Regions from separate parts of the Ovis aries genome. Here all the other regions are linked to region 1. A link is a contact called in public Hi-C data. All regions are on one chromosome and are shown on one strand. Each heading gives the region's core, a stretch centred on a gene start, on an enhancer-like site or on the middle of the called end of the contact. The rest is flanking DNA. Distances are from core to core; before and after follow the strand shown.

Region 1 (3,630 bases), core at 590-3,089:
CAATGTTGGGGTGGGTGGCCTCAAGTTCTTCCCTAGACTCGAGATGCCTTGTTGACTTCAGAGTGGAGCCGGTTCTGCAAGCTTGGAGCTCCAAGAAAGATGTGGGGATACTGGGCTCCGACCAGCATCCCAGCCTTCCATGTCAGTCCCATTCTGAGGACAGTGTCTAGAAGTGCAGACAGAGAGCCCAGGGCAGCCAGGGTACTCACCCCAGGAGAGCTGTCTGCCAGTAGTCCTGGCGTATCTCCTGGATTCACCTGAAGCCGAACTATCACCACCACCATCATCTCTGTATCTCACAGGAGGGAAGGTGCTTGGTCACCTGACCTGCTTTGTGTTAGGCTTCCTTGCATTGCTGACTTCATCGCAGAAGGAAAAGCGACCATGTCATCACCTGCATTTTCACCTGCTGCTAACTTGCATCTCAGTGAGGTTGAGTCACACACCTAAAGTGACAGCGCTCAGCTCAGCGGAGCAGAGGGGACAGGATTGCAGCCTGTGGCGATGCTGGGGTGACTGCTGGTTTTCCTGGGAGGTGACTGATCTGGGGGGGGGAGGGACCAACAGGAAGGGCGCTAACACTGCCCGTCCGATCTGGAGCCAGGCACCATCTGATAAGTGATCTCAAGCAGTCTCGAGGTGACTGTCCTAGAAGAGCTTTGTTTTCTTTCTTTGGCAGAGAGGGGAGCTGGGTGGGTGAGGGGAACAGTGATTCATCTTCTCAAGGCCCCCCAGCTGGTGTCTGAAGAAGCTGCACCGCCCCCCCCCCCCCAAGCTCTGACTCCACTGTCCATTTCCTTCCATCGGATACCAATAAAAGAGGGGAAATAGGAAAGCAAAACAGTGAGTGAATCACCTAGTGAATCACTCATCTTTTGTTCTGAGTCAGCCTGGCCTCACCCTCTCACTCCAGGGAGAGAGTGTGCTCGTGTGTGTGGGTGGATGGGAGATGGAGTGCTGAAGCCAGTCTCTGCCCCTGGGTGTGGGAACTTTGGGTGGCGAGGGCACTGCTGGGTGCTGGGAGCCTTAGCACAGTAGCTCTCATTGCCAGCGACACAATGGTACTACCCCAGGGGAGCTCTTTAAAATCATGATGCCCACACCACGCCCCAGTACCTGGGGGTGGACCTGGGCTTGGGTAGTTTTGCTTTTTATTTTTTGACCTTGTTAGCTCCGCACGTGAATCCAGTTTGCAGCCAAGATTGGGACCATTTGCCTCCAGAAGTTGTTCACAGTCTCCTGGGAGGTTTGGGAGGTGGGGGCAAAGATGGATGGTGGGTGGCTGTGATGGCCCCACCAGTGGACTCTGGCACCCCTTCCTTATTCAATTTTTTTATAGCTGATTGAAGGACGAGCTTCTGATCAGATGGGGAAGCTGGCCGAGCCTCCTTCACCATTCAGACTCTCGGGTCCATTCAAGCATGACCTGGTGGGCTTTCCTCTTATTGAGGGACTTCTGGGAATTCAAGTCGCCTTGCTGTGCCATCCAGACCTTTACTCTTCTCGCTGCACCCCTGGTCAGCTTCCTGGGAGCAAGGACAGTGGGCCATGCCTTGTTGTAACTCCACTGATGTGCTATCACTAACCTATGTTCATTATGAGTGAATGAATCAGTGGGTAGAGGGATGGATATCAGGTGGGGTTAGCCCTCCTCTGTATTGGGCTTCTCCCATGTATCAGGCACTTGACATCCAAACCACCCAAAAAGGTAGGCATTATTCATTGCATTTTCCTTGATGAGGAAACTGACATTTAAAAAGGTTAAGCAGTTTCCCTAAACCCATTGTGTTAGTTGATTATGTTGCTGAGGTTTGAACTTAGGCTGTCTAGCTTCAAACACAACGCATGGGTTTTCTGTTCCTTTACTCATCAGACGGGAGAATCAGAGCTTAAAACTAGCCCTGCCCCCCAAACTCTGAGGATAACCCTGGACAAAGCTAAGGGAACGTTTACAAAGGAAATCTGAAGGAATATTCAAGAGCAACTGATCACATTTTAGGCTCTTGTGAAATTCTTTGTTTAGCCTCAACCATCATACAGAGTTGGTTCGATCAAGCTCCTTAAGTGATGTGCCCATGGTCACGTAGCCAGCAAGTGGCAGAGCCACGATTCAAAAACCCAAGTCTGTCTGCCTGTAAATTTCATGATCCTTCCAGCAAACCACACTGCCCTCAATCCTGACCCAGCTGCACTGAATGCAAACTCATGTTTGCACAACCAAAATAGCCAAACAGTTTAATTCAGAGGTCACTCTCTGCCCACAGATGATTTAGCTTGGCCCACAGAGTGTTTTTTTAAAAATGTCTTGAATGCGTTGCCAGAATTACAAATCATACATGAACCTGGATTTTGTTTTCTGGATTCTCTTGAAAGGTAAGTAGACTAGACCAGATCAGGCTCCCTCTTCTGCCTGACCTCAGTGGCTAAAGTTTACGTTCATTAGTTTGCCATAGTCCCCACCATCCCCTCTTTGAGTCATTTACGGCAGTGTTGCAACTTGCTTTTTATTGCCTTGTCCTGGCCTAATTACAAGCACATCTCTAAGGACAGATTTAGCCTGCCCTGGGGAATGTCCGTTGGTTGTTGGCCATTTGCTAACAGATTTTTCTATGTAAATAACTTCTTCTTTCTTTTTCCCCTCTGGCCCCCAATATCTCCTTCTCTATCATTTTCAGACCCTGGACTCTCTTCTTTATTGCATTAGGGTTCCATGAATTTAGACACTATGGCAGTATTTCTGAGAAGATGTTCCATAGAACATGGGGGAATTGTGTGTGTGTGTGTGTGTGTGTGTGTGTGTGTCTGTGTGTGTGTCTGTGTCTGTGTGTGTATGGTGTGCAGGTGGGTGACTGGGTAAAAATCTGCCTGGAAAAAAGTATTCACTGTGTCTTCCTATGATAGCTCTGTTTTTGGAATTTCACAATGGATGTGGACATTTAACACTTCTGAAGAAGTCTGTTCTCCTTGTTGAACCTTATTTATTCCAATGTCTGTAGACCTCTGTGACTGGAGAACCCTAGGCCCATGTCATATTTATTCCAGTATCCTGAAATCCACCATCTTCTTTCCAATTGCAAGGAAAGAAGCTACATGGAGACTCATGATAAGGGGGAACCGAGAGGCTATGTTGAGTAAAGAGGTGACTTATAAAGAGGTAGGGGAATGGAGTAGAAAGAGGTGATTTTCCAGGTCCTGGGCGGTAGAGACAGGCAGGAGAGGAGACAGGCGGGAGAGAAGACAGGCGGGAGAGGAGACAGGCGGGAGAGGAGACAGGCAGGAGAGGCACTTGTGGGTCTGCAGGGTCTATGGGTCCATGGGAGAATGTCTATAAAATTGTGGTGCCTGGCATGTGGTGAGGTGTCAGTGCAACTTTAGAGACTCATATAGTCAGTGAGTTGCCTTGAAGGACAGCTGTAAAAGGGGAAAGAAAGGAAACAGTCTCGTAGAAGTGGAGGGGACTCTGGTGTAGGAGGGCTCAGCCTGGTATCCTCACCTGGGTGCGGGGAGAGAGTATGTGAGCGACTGTATACTTTGGCCATCAGTCTCAGAGCCGAGTATGAGAGTCACCCAGGGAGCTTGTTGAAAGTTGTCGATTCCACCCCCACTGCCAAAGAACTGGAGTGAGTGGGG
Region 2 (3,630 bases), core at 717-3,216, 180 kb before region 1:
GCAAAGTAATGTCTCTGCTTTTGAATATACTATCTAGGTTGGTCATAACTTTTCTTCCAAGGAGTAAGCGTCTTTTAATTTCATGGCTGCAATCACCATCTGCAGTGATTTTGGAGCCCAAAAAAATAAAGTCTGACACTGTTTCCACTGTTTCCCCATCTATTTCCCATGGAGTGATGGGACCGGATGCCATGATCTTAGTTTTCTGAATGTTGAGCTTTAAGCCAACTTTTTCACTCTCCTCTTTCACATTCATCAAGAGGCTTTTTAGTTCCTCTTCACTTTGTGCCATAAGGGTGGTATCATCTACATATCTGAGGTTATTGATATTTCTCCCGGCAATCTTGATTCCAGCTTGTGTTTCTTCCAGTCCAGCATTTCTCATGATGTACTGGTGCCTACGTATAACCTGTTACTGCAGAAACTCGAGAGCCCTGAGGGTGCCTTCCGCCCCACCATGATGTCCACAGGTCCTTGCTGTCAAAGACCTGGATTCAGACAGGGACTTTTCTGCGAAGTGGGAACCGTGATTCCTGATGTTAGGTATGTGTGTGTTAGTCACGCAGTTGTGGCGGACTCTGCAGCCATATGGACCATAGCCCTCTAGGTTCCTCTGTCCATGGGATTCTCCAGGCAAGAATACTGGAGTGGGTTGCCATGCTCTCCTCCAGGGGCTCTTCCCGACTCAGGAATCAGACCCACATCTGATGTCTCCTGCATTGGTGGGCAGATTCTTTATCAACAGCATCACCTGGGAAGCCCAATGTTATATATATATATTTATATATACATGTCATTTGATAAATATGTACCAAGAGCCACTGGGGGCTGGGGATGGGCAAGACAGTTTCCCTGACATCGGAAGGTCACAGTCTTATGCCAGGGAGACAGCAACGCCAGAAAACATGGGAGCTTCTTAATGATGATCATAACTCCCTTTCACATGCTGTCAACGGGGGTTAAGGGCTTTGCCTACATTAGTCTCATTTAATCCGCCAGCAATCCTGCCAAGAGGCACTGTTTCTGGAAGAAGAGAATTTAACAAGGAAACAGATTCCAGGAGATGAAGTCGCCTGCCAGTGAAGGAGCGGGGAGAGCCAGGACTCCAAAAGCAAGGTGCTGAGATCCCCACCAGAGTGTGTGGACAGGGAACTGTCTGCTCTGCTCCAAAATGAAGTAATTTGGAGATGCGCCCCCCAACAGCCTGGTTTGCCCTGACCTGGGAGCTGCCCACATTCCACGGTGACCTTGGTCAAGAGCTGGACCCGAACACTGAGAGACACTGGCCACCAGAGGGCGCAGTGGAATCGCCTTCGGCCAGATCGTCAACACAGAGTGTCTGAAAATGGTATGAGAAAACACACACCCAGGTCAGGATTTAAAATGACTTGGCATTGATTAGTTGGGACAAATTCTGGACAAAAGATACAAAGACACTAAAAAAAAAAACAACAACAACAACAACAAAACCAATTACCACTTTTGAAGAGACAGAGGCAAAAGCAAGTGGCTATGCATGCCACCACCCCACCCCCCGCCACCCACCTCTCGCCGCCCCTGCCAACACATACACACCACCTCCTAAGGGGTGGGCAAACCACCTCTCCAGCCTGACCCCAGGACACACCCCTACCCTCACCCCATCTTAGGAACCAGCTCAACCCTCCTCAGGGAGTGAGCCAGCAAGCAAGGGAAACTGTTGATTGTTCTTGCTTCCCTCCCTGCTTCGGTAGTGGCCCCAATATAGCTTTGCCTGGAAAAAAAAGACTTGGCATTGAGAATTATCAAGTCCACACCCTCCAGATAAGGACATTGAGATCTCTGTCACTTCGCCAAGAGAATTGGGTCAAGAGGAAAAGGCTGGACGCAGTCGGAAAAGGTCAAAACCCCAGCAAGTGTGGACTGGCTAAAAAGCTTTAAATGATGTCACATTGTCACACAGCTTAGCTCTCCCCATGGTCTGCTGGACCTCTGGACCTCAGATTTCGCTAGCTTAAGACTCCCGCCCTTTCTGTGACTCATTAGCCTTGTAACTTACAGGATAAACCTGATTTCTTAGAACCTCAGCTTCTCAATCTGTAGAATGGGTACCAAAAGACAAAGTCTACAGAAAGGCAAGAGGGCAGCCCCACATTTTCTGAGTCCTGTCTCTGCTCCAGGCATTCATTATGCTTTTTCTCATTCAGTTCTCACAAGAGCCCCCACGGATGAGTTAGTGCTACCACTTCCAGGGAAGACTTGAGGCTCAGAGCCTGTTAGTTACTTGCCTGTGGTCACAAACTCCATGAGGGGTTAGACGGTTCAAGATCAGACGTGACTGCATCAGTCAGCATGCGACAGGCTGGTGCTACAGTAACAAATAAGCCCACAGACCCCAGTGACTTAGGGCAAAGCGGCAGAGGCTTATTTCTTGCTGGGTCAGAGGCTGGTGGGTTTGGCCGTCCATTCAGGCTCCCCCACTGTCTTCGTCTTGTGACTGTGCCGACCTCAACTTCAATCCACAGTCTTCAAGGTCACTGGCAAAGGGACGAGGGGGTGGAGATGACTCACTAGTTCTTAACTTGGAGTCCACACCCATCACTTCCACTCACAGGCTACTGGCCAACGTGATCTACCCATGTGAACTGCCGGGGAGGCTGGGAATGTGGGGGACCATCTGGGATAGCAGAGGAGCAGTATGTCCACCCATGTCTTCCTCGACGTCATGGACATCAGGGAGCTGACTGGTGAGAGGGCCCCAGAGTCCTGAGGGTGCCTGGGTGGAGCGCTCCCTTCTGCAGGCTCAGCAAAATGCAGACAGGTCAGCCCAGAGCCTAGGGAGGGGCCCCAGAGACAGGGGGTAGTGGAATCAAGGCTGTTCAGCCCAGTCTTCATCCATGCCTTCTGTTATCACAAGGGCTGGTGTGCAGACTAGGAGCTTGGTGTGTCTGGGTGGCTGCTTCTGCCACCTTTGTCTGGCTCCTTCTGTGCAAGATGGCCCGTCCCAGGGTAGACAGCCCAGCGATGGCATGAGCAGCTGTCTCCTGGGGGAAGGGAGCTCTTCCTGGCAGCTGCCTCAGCAAGTCCACCGAACTACTCAGGGAGATGCTAAGAGTAATTTGGGCATCAGGGAAAGCACACTGGGAAGAGAGGGTGGGTTTTGCCAGTGAAGCCAGGCCACTCCCATTCTTGCAGGCAACATGGCAGTAGTGGCTACACACGGGGTCCCGCATCCCTGTTATCAGGTCTGTACACTGGGGGACCTGGGCAAAATCGATGTGTCTCAAGCTTCGACACCGAAGGATGCCACTCGCCCAAAGTCACAAACAAAAGTTCCCTAAGCCCAGGAACGCAGTCTGTTTCTTCTCTTTGGAATTCCAAACTACAAGCACAGTACCAGGTACAGAGAAGACTCTTAAAACTTGTGTTGGTTGACCATGTGGGCCTTTGGGAATTCATTCTATTTATACAGAATGAAAGGGGCTTCTCTGGTGGTCCAGTGGTTGAGACTCCACCTGTGAATGCGGGGGACACAGGTTCGACCCCTGGTCCGGGAAGAGCCCAAGGGCTGCAACCACTGCCCCATGCTCCCTACAGCTCATGCTTTGCAACAAGAGAAGCCACTGTGGTGGCGAATCGGCGCCCCACAGA
Region 3 (3,630 bases), core at 754-3,253, 130 kb before region 1:
TAGCACAGGCTCAATAGTTGTGGTGTGTGGTGTTAATTGCTCCAAGGCATGTGGGATCTTCCCAGCTCAGGGATTGAACCTGTGTCTCCTGCACTGACAGGTGGATTCTTCACCACTGAGCCACTAGGGAAGCCCCTTGTTCTCATAGCATTTAAGCTTCAGAATCCAGACTCCAAAGTGCCTCCCAACTCTGCTGACTTCTAACCATAGGAAACTGGGTAAGGAACAAAACCTTTCTGTTTGTTAGTCTTAGAACTGGGGTAACGAGAGTCCCTCTTAGGGAGGTGGGTGGATTAAGTGAGGTAATGGGGTAGCACTTAGAGCTGGGCCTGCTGGATAAGCTACGATTAAAGCCTAAAGTGGGAAGGGAACTGGCAGACTGTCAGGATATGCATATTCTCTTGTCCTGGTTCTGCCACTTGCTGCTGTGTGACCTTGGGCAAGTCTCTTGGCCTCTCTGAATTTAAAGATGCAAAGTTCTTCAGAAAAGAGGTGAAATTATCCTGACCAAGTCACCCCCCACCCTCCACACACACACACCAAGCTCTCCAACAGAACTATAATGCATGAAATATTCTAGTAACCATGTTTCCCCCCCCAATTTGTTTATTTTTAATTGAAGGAAAATTGCTTCATGGTATTTTGTGGGCCTCTACCATACATCGACATGAGTCAGCCATAGGTATACATGTGTCCCCTCCCTCTTGAACCTCACTTCCACCTCCCACCCCTTCCCACCCCTCTAGGTTGTTACAGAGCCCCCATTTCAGTTCCCTGAGTCGTACAGCAAATTTCCATTGGTAATCGGTTTTACACATGGTAGCGTATAGGCTTCCATGTTCTAGCAACCATGTTTTAACAAGTGAAAAGAAGCAAATGAAATTAACTCAAAATTAAAATTTTTATTTAACCCAATAGCCTCAACATGATTTCAACATGTAGTTAACACAAAAAAATATTGAGATTTTTTTATATTCTGTTTTGCCTTCTGAGTCTTTGAAATCTGGTGTGTATTTCACACTGTGTAGAATTCATCTCTATTCAGAGGCTAAATTTTCATCTCAAGTACTTGATCTGTATTTAGATTTCATAAAATCTGCAGTCGGAAGAAGTAGGTTCACATACTTAACTCATTCCAAACACACTTCAAACTTTTCCACTATCTGCATTGGGTATATTGGCTTTTAAATGTTCCTTTTAACAAATTAAAATGAAATCCAGTGAAAAACTCAATTCTTCGGTTTCTCTGGTCACACAAGTGCTCCAAAACCACATGCAAACTATCATATGGGCAGTGCAGTCCCAGCACCTCACTCATTCGTTCACTCATTCATTCATTCGTTCACTCATTCATTCATTCGTTCACCATCCCGTCTCTGGGTAGACCCCTACCCCTGTCAGCCAGAGCAGCAACCCCAAGAAGGAGCAGAGAGGGAAACATGGTCCTGTCCTAGGGCAATGTCATGGTGTCTCGTTTCTCCCCCACCAGCTACTTCCCTTCCTTGTATCTCAGTCTCCCTGTCTGTAAAATGGGCACAAGGAAGTTGCCTGTCAATAGTCCCCAAAGGGACCCCAACTCCCCACTCAGCGTGACCACCCTGGGGAATGCTCATAGTCTTTCGGTCTGACTGAGCTGGCTTTGAATCTCAACTCCTGCACAAGTCACCTCCCTCTTCGAGCTTCAGTTTCCCCCTGCTGGCCTGGCAGGACTACAGAGAGGATGGCAGGAGGAAGCTCTCTCTGCAGGAGTCCTTAGCGCAGCAACCCCGCCGCCCAACCCTCACCCGCCTGCGTGAATGCCCGGGAAGTGAGGGTGGCAGGACCACGGACAGGACAGACCTAGCGGTCCCTCCTAGGAAAGAAGGAAACTGGAGGGAGCCGCAGTGGAGGCAAGTCCTGACTGGCGGAGCAGGTGCAGTGGCGGGCCACGTGTTCCCGCTCAGGGAAGGGCGGCCTCTCCCTCCGGGGCCCAGGCCCTGGAGCCCCAACCTCCACTGCCCGGCCCTCTCTGGGGACCACGCCCTCACTGCGGCCCTGCCCTCCCGATGACCACGCCCTCCCGGGGCGCCGCCCCACATCTGGCGGAGGAAGCCTGGCTCACGGGGCGCTGAGTCACCTCTCGGTCTAGAGGGATTCTTGGGAGGTGCGTGAAGCTCAGCACGTCCCATCCCGGACTCAGGCGGGCAGGATGGAGGGGAAGGTGGTGGCGGTTTCCCGCAGCAGTTCCCCTCCGCTGCGGGGCAGCTCCAACAGGAGAAGACCCCGATGTAGGAGCACCAGCTAAGGGCCCTCTTGGGGTTCAGGCGCCCAGACCCTGCCCAGGCCTTCTGGAGCCCGCGGCTCCACGTGGGAGAGAGACCTGTAATTTTATCCTGAGGCAGAGGGAGCTTTGGTGCCAGGCCGGGCCATCCCGCCGCAGGGACTCTGGGCTCAGTCCTTTCTCTGTGAAATGCAAGTTGGCACACCTGAAAATGGCCATAGATAAGGTTGTTCTGCCCTGTCCTACAGGCTGCTAAAAACAAGTGGAGCTCAGAGGGTGCAAAGGCCTCCCTGAATTCTGATGGAGAGGCTGGTGGGGCTGGGGGTGCTGTGGGAGAGCCTCAGGAGGGAAGGGACCCAGGTTCTTGTTGGGCAGCTATGCCCGGCTTGGTCTTTTGGAAGATTCTGGAGGAACTGGGAGGGTCTTACCTATCCCCCACCTCTCTTAGTTTGCCTCTCTGTTGAATGGGCATAGTCCATCTTCTTCCTACTGCTAAGTGTGTCCTCAGGATGAAATGATGTGGAGGGTGGGAGGTGGAAGGGGGCTTCCTGACTGCCGAGGAACCTCACTGGCTCTTTTTTCACTTGGCAAAATGCTTGTCGCTGTTAGAGCCACCTTGTTTATTTGGGTTTTGTTTGTCTCCCCCTCTAGACTCTGCTCTGTGTGGGCTGGAGACTTCCTGGCTTTGCTTCCCATTGTGTCTCCAGTTCTTAATTAGCCCTCAGAAATGTTTGTTAAATGACTGAAAGGCAGTGAGTGACAGAGGGCATGCAGAGAGTAGGTGCCTGGTTGGGTCACAGTGAGAGCAGGAGGAGGTTCTGAACTTCATTGACTTATTCCCTGGTTCTGGTGCCAAAAACTCAGCCTCTGTGCACCAGGGTCAAATCAAATCTTGGAGACAGGGTTTGGGGTGAAGTAGAAAAGAAAAGCTTTATTGCTGTCCCAGACAAAGGGGGACCCAGTGGGCTTATGCCCTGAAAAACTATGAGTCCCAACCCAGGGGGATTTGGTAAGGAGTTTTATAGCAATGGTCCAAACGTGGAGTGCTGATAAGAACCAGTGTATCTGGAAGGCCTAGAGTCCTTCACTCCTGATGAGCTTCTTAAGGTTATCAAACTGTGACCTTCTCTCTGGAACATCTTCCATTTGGTGAGGGTTTGAGTGCTGCAGAAGAGCTCAAAGATACTGTTATGTTTATCCCAAACTGTGGTGCTGGAGAAGACTCTTGAGATTCCCTGGGAGTACAAGGAGATCAAACCAGTCCATCCTAAAGGAAATCAAGCCTGAATATTCATTAGAAGGACTGATGCTGAAGCTGAAGCTCCAATACTTGGGCCTCTTGTTTGGAAAAGACCCTGATGCTGGGAAAG

The links. A called contact is a pair of places that touch in the nucleus more often than the background predicts.
Region 2: a Hi-C map of tail adipose tissue shows a contact between it and region 1, with 7 times the contacts expected there. The contact joins two enhancer-like sites. A contact is called at or near these places in 14 of 16 Hi-C or Micro-C datasets (blood, hypothalamus, liver and 6 more).
Region 3: a contact with region 1 is called in a Hi-C map of tail adipose tissue, with 2.6 times the contacts expected there. The contact joins two enhancer-like sites. A contact is called at or near these places in 2 of 16 Hi-C or Micro-C datasets (both in tail adipose tissue).

The regions. Positions count from the first base shown.
Region 1 is chr9:21,240,517-21,244,146 of ARS-UI_Ramb_v3.0, forward strand. The region is part of intron 2 of CCN4 (cellular communication network factor 4); the gene reads right to left. Among named protein-coding and RNA genes, the nearest start is that of CCN4, 23 kb to the right of the region's middle. Within about 2 kb of position 1,840, at least 12 of the 54 cell types and tissues checked have an H3K27ac peak or open chromatin away from gene starts, as enhancers often do. A contact at or near this core is called in tail adipose tissue, where this site is marked.
Region 2 is chr9:21,055,390-21,059,019 of ARS-UI_Ramb_v3.0, forward strand. No RefSeq gene overlaps it. Among named protein-coding and RNA genes, the nearest start is that of ST3GAL1, 97 kb to the left of the region's middle. Within about 2 kb of position 1,967, at least 12 of the 54 cell types and tissues checked have an H3K27ac peak or open chromatin away from gene starts, as enhancers often do. A contact at or near this core is called in tail adipose tissue, where this site is marked.
Region 3 is chr9:21,111,933-21,115,562 of ARS-UI_Ramb_v3.0, forward strand. No RefSeq gene overlaps it. Among named protein-coding and RNA genes, the nearest start is that of NDRG1, 51 kb to the right of the region's middle. Within about 2 kb of position 2,004, at least 38 of the 54 cell types and tissues checked have an H3K27ac peak or open chromatin away from gene starts, as enhancers often do. A contact at or near this core is called in tail adipose tissue, where this site is marked.